2 separate regions of the Macaca mulatta genome follow, and region 1 is linked to region 2. A link is a contact called in public Hi-C data. All regions are on one chromosome and are shown on one strand. The core of a region is the stretch at or near the end of the contact, and the rest is flanking DNA. Distances in the headings are between cores, read along the strand shown.

The links. A called contact is a pair of places that touch in the nucleus more often than the background predicts.
Region 1: a Hi-C map of fetal cortex germinal zone shows a contact between it and region 2, with 5 times the contacts expected there. The contact joins two enhancer-like sites. A contact is called at or near these places in 2 of 14 Hi-C or Micro-C datasets (fetal cortex germinal zone and fetal cortical plate).

The regions. Positions count from the first base shown.
Region 1 is chr4:162,551,730-162,555,798 of T2T-MMU8v2.0, reverse strand. The region is part of intron 4 of CDKAL1 (CDK5 regulatory subunit associated protein 1 like 1); the gene reads left to right. Among named protein-coding and RNA genes, the nearest start is that of CDKAL1, 43 kb to the left of the region's middle. Within about 2 kb of position 2,293, at least 3 of the 40 cell types and tissues checked have an H3K27ac peak or open chromatin away from gene starts, as enhancers often do. A contact at or near this core is called in fetal cortex germinal zone, where this site is marked.
Region 2 is chr4:162,250,458-162,254,374 of T2T-MMU8v2.0, reverse strand. All of the region lies in intron 9 of CDKAL1 (CDK5 regulatory subunit associated protein 1 like 1), which reads left to right. Among named protein-coding and RNA genes, the nearest start is that of CDKAL1, 340 kb to the left of the region's middle. Within about 2 kb of position 2,639, at least 6 of the 40 cell types and tissues checked have an H3K27ac peak or open chromatin away from gene starts, as enhancers often do. A contact at or near this core is called in fetal cortex germinal zone, where this site is marked.

The DNA.
Region 1 (4,069 bases), core at 1,044-3,543, 300 kb before region 2:
ATTTATCAGAATTGAAGTTGTAATATATTTTTTCAGGAACCACAGGTCCAAGTTAGTTCTATGGTTTATCTTCATATTAATATTATATCTTTTTGATTATAGGGTTTCTATTTTGGAGGTCATAGCTTTTAAAAGTTCTTTGAAAATATTTCAGTATAGCACTTGACATTGCAATATTTTTCACATTGTCTGCTTAGTTTCTGGATCTTTTTTTCCCTAGCCATTAATTTTTCTTTCAGTTGAATCCTCAGAAATCATCCTTTTCTTGTTTCATTTGCAATGAGGTCATGATGCTTCATAAGGAACAAGGCAGTCCATTTCCATGGCAACACACTCTATCAAAACATCACAAATCTGTCGTGCCCCTTACCTTTAAACTCTCGAATGCTAAGAGGAGGAGGTGTGTAAGGAGCAGCATTGTTCTTACAGCATAACTATAGGATCACAAGGAGAGGGAAGTCAATTAATTAACTCAAAAGTACCTTAAGTTGACTTAGCTATAGACATATATATGTAAGGAATTTATTTTTTATGTTGTATTTAACAGTGTTTTGAGGATGGAAAAATGAACATTCCAAAACACTGATTTAAAGATCATTATTTAGTGTCTGAGAACTGTAAAAGAAGAATAAATAGCTGAGTTATGTTACACATGTAAACATGTTACACAGTTACTCCAGTCATGAGAAGTCTACCTTTGTCTGGAGGCCCCAGCACATGTCTCTATCAGTCATTTTGGCTTAAGCTAGGATATTTGCAGCATGATAGTGACACCTGTCTTTTAAACAAGTTCCAGAATTTTGTCAATTTTCTTTTTCTTTTTAACCATTAAAAGGAGGTGTTAGCAAGATGGTGTGACTCCTGGGTATGGAATAGGAGAACAATTGGTGTTTCATCATTGCTGAAAATTTTATGCTCTTTGAAATTGGGTATGAAGTATAATAAAAGTCAACAGTTTTGTGAGATTTTGTGGTAAAGCAATTCTTATTTTATTAACTTCACGTCTTCTGCATTTTCAGATTTTATTCTGTAGCATTTTTACTCCCGGGTAACGCATTTATTTGTGTGACCTGTGAAGATGGTAAATGTTGCAATGCTTAGCACCTTCTGTTTCTCCGTGTTCCTCGTAGCAAACTCTATGCTAGTCCTTGTCATAGAACCTACCCATTGTACTTTAGGAGTCAGCTCACAGGACTGACACCTCCCACTTGACTGCAGCCACCTTGGAGGCAGGAGCTTGCTTTTCTCTCTGTGTGGTGTGGAGCAGGTGTTTAGTAATGTTTGTTGAGAGAACAGTGGTCAGAATGAATGGGATTAGTTGTTTGTGATAACTTTTTTTCTCTATATGGCACAGGTATATATATATATTTTATTTTTTTACTGTGTATGTATAAAATGAGGTTGGAATATGTTCTCCATACCCATTTTGTATTTAAAAAAGTTTTTTGTAGTGTATTTTGAAATCTTGGTAGGCTATTTCCATTTGCCTTTTCAGGCCTCCATATACACTGCTATTACAAGGGACTTCTGTCTGTGTTCCCCATTTCCCTTCTTTGTTGGCGACCTAACCTTGGTGACCGTAAGCGATCGGTTGTGAAAGAAAGAGCTGTAAGTGGGGAAGGCTTTCAGAGTCTGTAGGTACTACCTGGTGGCAGTATTAACACATTCTATTATGAAAGATTTGACAGAGAAAAGGATTAACAGAATAAGGACCAGTTATATATCACCTACCCAGATTTAGAAGTGAAACATTAATGATATAGCTGCAGCCCTCCATGTATGGGGTGGAGGTTAGGTGGGAGTATATTTTTCATTTTCACTTTGTACCTTTTTCCTCTAGAAAAGCTTCAGACTTCAGAAGAGATCTTTCCCTGCTCTGTGCTTTCATAGTACTACCCCAGGCCTAAGTGTATTATTAAACCTGCCAATGTATTATAACCATCTGTTCAGATGTCTGTCACCTCTACCAGGCTGTACTTCATCTTTGTGTTTTCAGCATCGTACATAATAGCTGGAATGGAATAGGTGCTCAGTAAGTGCTTGTTGTGTGAATGACTGAATGAATGAATAGGTACAATTCTTTTCTCAAAATACCATGTTCATATAGGATTCTGTTTAGCAAAACTATTTCCTTGTCTAGCCCACAGTTACAGGGCCTTGGTGCTCTGATTTGAACAAATTGAATTAAACATAAAATCCTGTAGAACAGATGCATTTACAAGTCTGTGCTCACACAGCTGCTGGTCTATTTAATAAAAACATTGCTGTTTTGATTGGGTATTCATAGTCTTTCTTTTTGTTAACTCTATTAGTATCATGGTGTAAGCAGACTACAGTCTAGGGAAGATGAGTGGAAGAATGAGCCAATGATCAGAACTCAGAGAGACAATAGGAGATGGATGTCAAGAAGATGGATGGGGAAAATGTTTTAGTCTTAGGTGTAGTTACAATAAAAAGAACAAATACATGTATTTGTCTTCCCTGGACCATATCTCATAAATCTCTGACTCCATATTTCTTATGCAATTATTGTAACCTTCCTTCCCCTAAATCACCTAAGTGTGTATAACATTCCTACTCTAAGTTACAAAAAATAGATACTGATGCATTTGCCTTTTAAATTTTTAAAAATTCAGGTATAATTTACATCCAATAAAATGTATATATCTTAAGCGTTCAGTTCAGTGATTTTTTTTCCCATTTATGCACCTATGTAAACACTACCCCAAACAAGGTAGGGGATATTTCCATCACCCCAGAAAATTTTTTCCTACCTCTCTCCAGTCAACCCTCCTTTTCCTTTCCCCTCCCCTCTGCAGCAGCCACTTTCTGATTCTGATCCCACTCGTTCTTGGGAGTCATATGAATGGAATCATAGTATGTACTTTTATGTCTGGCTTCTTTTATTCAAGACACTGTTTTTGGATTTATCCATGTTGTTGCATGTATAAATTCAATTTGCTTCTAGCAACAGAAATGTGTATACTAGAAATCAAATACAAATTTATTTTTACCTTAAAGTTGAGAGACTGAGTAGTGCCTTTTTAGGAGTATTCCACAGCAGCTCACATTTATAGAGTGCCAGTCCCTGTGCTCTGTGCTTTACACACATTATCTTATTTAATTGTGTTTTGGGATTGTTTTAGTTGTTTACTTAGTTCTCTATGGCAGACATGTTTGGTGAAAGCATTGACATCCGATGAAGAAGCTGACTTGATGTTTGACAAAAGAAACTGTCTTGTCATATAAAATTCTGATTGTTTTCTCAGGACTAAGTACCAAGCACTGTTTATGGCAGACATTGATGAGCTTAAGTCATGAACCAGGAGGAAAAGTATAAAAGGACAATGGAAGAGAGTTACTGGGTGGGAAAGAAAGAAGTGCAGTAGCTAGATTAGATTCCTCATATACTATCTATGATGAAATTTTTGAGACAGAGTCTCGCTCTGTTGCCCAGGCTGGAGTGTAGCGGCGCAATATCAGCTCACTGTAACCTCCACCTCCTGGGTTCAAGCGATTCTCCTGGCTCAGCCTTCCGAGTAGCTGGGATTACGGGCCTGCACCACCATACTTGGCTACTTTTTGTATTTTTTTGTAGAGACAGGGTTTCAACATGTTGCCCAGGCTGGTCTCGAATTCCTGACCTGAAGTGATCCACCTGCTTTGGCCTCCCAAAGCACTGAGATTACAGGTGTGAGCCACTGTGCCTGGCAAAATTGCCTTTCTTCATAGAAGAAAGTTGCAAAATATACAGGAATGAAAGTATATTGCATACAATGTGGATGCCTGAAAAAAAGCATGTATAAATTGTGCTTAGCCTCTCAAAGATGCTTGTAATCAGTGCCCTTATTTTTGTTCAGAATTATATCAGCCCAGTTTTGAGTTTTTACATATAGCTTTTGTTTTACTAGCACATATGTAATACCTGTTATGGTGCCAGTTCATTGTCCTGATTGCTTTACGTATATTAATTATCAAAACTCTGCGAAGTGGAAATTTTTTCGGTTTTTTAGTCCGTGTTTTCCACATGAGGATACTGATGCAATGCGAGGTTAAAGAACTAGGCCTG
Region 2 (3,917 bases), core at 1,390-3,889:
AAAAATGGATTTATAGCTGGAAACTGAGTACTTCAGAAGTGCCGAGTAAATGTAGTTGTGTGCCTGTTTTTAATTTTAGACAATTGTATTTGTGATCTGCTCTTATTTTGCTTTACTTTTTGAGAACTAGTGCTGCAAAGAAAAAAAATAAATCTACTTTTGTTTCTAGTTTATTTGCAAACCAGGTCAGACGCCCTTGATTAGCTCTCAGTTGGAGGATAATTTGAACCTTGACAGATTGAACCCAAACAGCAGGGTTTCTCTAGTCTGGCCAACACATAGAAAACATAAAGTAAAAGCTAATGCCAGTTCACAAGCTGTACAACAGGACTGAATAAATGTGCAACTGTTAATGAGTAGCTATTTCAAATATTTACAAAAGACCCAAGAAAAAAGAAAAGATTAGCATCTTAGGCAGCTGTTCTAAGGGAAACCTATTAAAAATAAACATGATAAACGATGCTCACGAACTAATATATCTGTCAAATATCAAATACACTCAGAAAAAAAACTGTTTCAGACACAAAAACTATTAAGACCCATTTGGGCATAAGAGCCATCTTGCTTTGTGGTTTACACCGGAAATTTATTCTTATTCTTTTTAAAATGTATCTTTTCTAACTCCTCAAACATTCACACGGAGATTATTCTATAGATTTTAAGGCCATGGGTTAGTGGATAGAATCATTAGAATTGTGTCCATTGTGATTACATCAGTTAGAAATTTAAAAATTCACCCATGTGTCTTTGGATGAAGATATACCATCAATTGTTATTTTATGGGATTCCTGATTACATAATGGTTTGACTGTGACAGTAACACCATTTTAGCATCAAGACAATTTTGCTAGGAAATGCTACATAAAAATGGAAATTATTACTGAAGCAATGAGGGGTTGGTTCCCAATGCAGATTACAGGTACAGTTACTATTCCCTAAACATGCGTGGACATGTTTCTACAAACCCATGCTTGTCTTTGTATATAAAATATTTTTTTTGCACTAAGGTAAAATTAAAGCAAACTGTATGTGACATTTATTAGTGACTTATACAGTAGACCCTTAACATTCAAGACCAACCATTCTGTTTTTAACTATTTCTTCATACCATGAAAATCTGTGGAGAGAAGCAATTTGAATTTCCTGAGGCTTGAATTTATATTTGAATAGCTTGTACTCTTAGGCTCAAATGGAGGATCAAGTCATTTATTTGATGAAGGAGCTTAGCTAGCATCTCAGCATTTATATCTCAGTGTAATATAGAGTAAGTCTCTGACAATTTTTTAGTTGTAAATTACTAAATCTTTGTATTTGTGTGGAAGATGTCACCGAAAGGGGAGACAGTTATTAATGGTATGACCTTTGTCAATTTGGAGATTTATAGACAATAAGGATCTACTGTGTTAATATTTGAACATTTGTCAAATAACTTAGTTATTTTGATTTGTGGTCATTTTCTAACATGTAAAAGTGTGATTCACACCAGCATGGGTCATTTTGTGAATGTTCAAAAAACACGATTTATGTTTGAAGTGTATCCTGTTCAGTTTAGATGACTAAACTGCTTTATACTTGCAGCCCAGACATCACTAATCTAACAGATCTCAGAAGACTGTCAGATTAGGTGTATTGTATTATTAGAGTCACAGTATGTTTTCAGGCCAATTTCAGAACCAATGTAGGAGTGTGGTCATTCTCAGCCCCTTCTGAGAGGATAAGTATTGTCACAGAAACCATGGTGAAGACTGACACAGAATCGTGGGACTTCATGGTCTGGTACTAACCTATTTCTCTGACTTTACATTTTCCTTCCTCTCCAGGTATGCACTTATTTTAGTAGTATCTTTGTTGAATAATTTCCCCTATCCCTAACCCAAACTAGCACTATCAAAAGCTTCATAATTACCTGTCACCTGGAATTGCCTTTAATCACCATTAATTCATTTTTGCTCACTAATGTAGAGGTTAGGAAATGGGAAGGAAATGGCCAAAGTATGTAACCCATATATAGTGCATCTGTATGGATGTATAGAGGTGGCATGAATAGGTATTAAGGGAATGAGGAAGAAAGCTGGGCAAATTGATCCTTTCTTTTGAGCTATGTATTACTTCTCTATAATAAATCTTATATTGTTAATTAGTTCAGAGACACACATAGGCATACACTCATACAGGAGGAGAATTATAATTTGTACATATAAGAAGGGAAGTATCAATACTGTTGATATTTTTAATGATGACTTTCCTATTTCTGCCGTGTAGAAAGGGTAGTAAATATCACCCCCATTCTAAAAGTAGTTTTGGTGAAATCTGAAAGGGTCTGCTCCTTTATTAGTTGATCCAGACTCCATTGATAACACTAAATTTTCATGCTGTTCTGCAGTTATAGACCCTTAAACTTAGACTCTCTTTGTCCTTCATCATTGTAATTTACACACTGGGTTGGTACATTCTCTTCAAGACAGTTTGCCTTGCGCTTCCAGCTGCTCCCCAATAGCCATTGTGCTGAATAAGCACTTATTTCAGTATGTCCTTGATACAATTAATGCAGGCATCTGCAGAAGCGGCCGTGGCAGCAGCAGCTGCAGTGCCTTATGGAAGCCAACTTCTGCTTAGCATTGTGATAAAAGAAATAGTTTTGAGCTGGAAGCTAATGTTGGCTTATTTTTAGCATAAAAAGAGTTGCACCTGCCAGGGCTAGCGGAGGACTGAGGTTTGTTGATTACACGTTCTTGTTAGTGCCATTGTTATTGGCAAAATGGGCATGATGTCATCCTTATCAAACTGAATTGGCACCCTGCAGAGTGACAAATAATTTACCCTCTGCGGTTTTATCAGCATGGGCCGTGTGTTAGAAGTGACTAGAGTGCTGAGTTTTCACAGTTGAATGCTATGGAACTGCAGAGGTGTATGAAAATGAAAGGGATTGATACTTGTAATCAGTGCACATAGTAATGGCCAAGGTGTAATGAAACATAAGTGCACATTTAGGGTAATTATGCTGCTACCAGGTGGGGCCCTGGGGCTTTGCATGTATAGAAGCTGCTTGAGGTGGCGGATGTGCAGCGAGGAATACTGCAGCACCATCTGGTAGATTCTCATTTTCTCATTAATTCTTCTGTCCCCTAAGTCTGGGCTACATTGACTTTGAACAGCACTTCATCTGTTCAGTATCTCATCTCATTTTAGTTGGGAGTTGCTCTCAACAGTGGTATTGATATGATGTAATTCACAATCTCGGCCATGTGAGATATATTAAAACAAATCATCTAGTTGACTTTCTTTTTGAGTAAAGCTAACTCTCTGTAGTAACATTCACATGACCGTCTGATTCTAAACTATTTACCACTCTTGTAGTTATTTAAAAAATAAAATAGAGTATCTGTTTGATTTAAATTAGCCAAATGAACTTTGCTCTTCAAAATAATTTATAAATAAAAGTATAATGTAAAGAGTAAATAGTAAACCGCATTGCATTTTCCTTGGTCATTTTTTAACGTGTGAGTTTTATTTCTAGAGGCCGATGTAGCTTTTGTCTCAAATATAACAAAAATTCATTTTTTAGTCAAGCTTCAGAATAAGAAAATACGGTGATGGTTCCCCCGCAGTATAAACATACCAAACACCACTGAAGAAGGCACACTTAAGAATGGGTAAAATGGCTAAAAACAAAAAAAAGTATTTGAGGTTGTATATTGTGTAGGGAAGTAAAATTCTTAAAACTTGCCAAATTAATTTTATATGAATACTTTCAGATAATATTAAAAATAAGATTTCTAGCATAATATTAGTAGGTAGTCCATATATGGTTGATTTCCTTGTCAATATGAATATTAATATCATGAAACATTTTTAAAGATCCGTAGTATATATTCATATAACACAAATGGTCACAATGAAGTAGCATCTGATGGCTG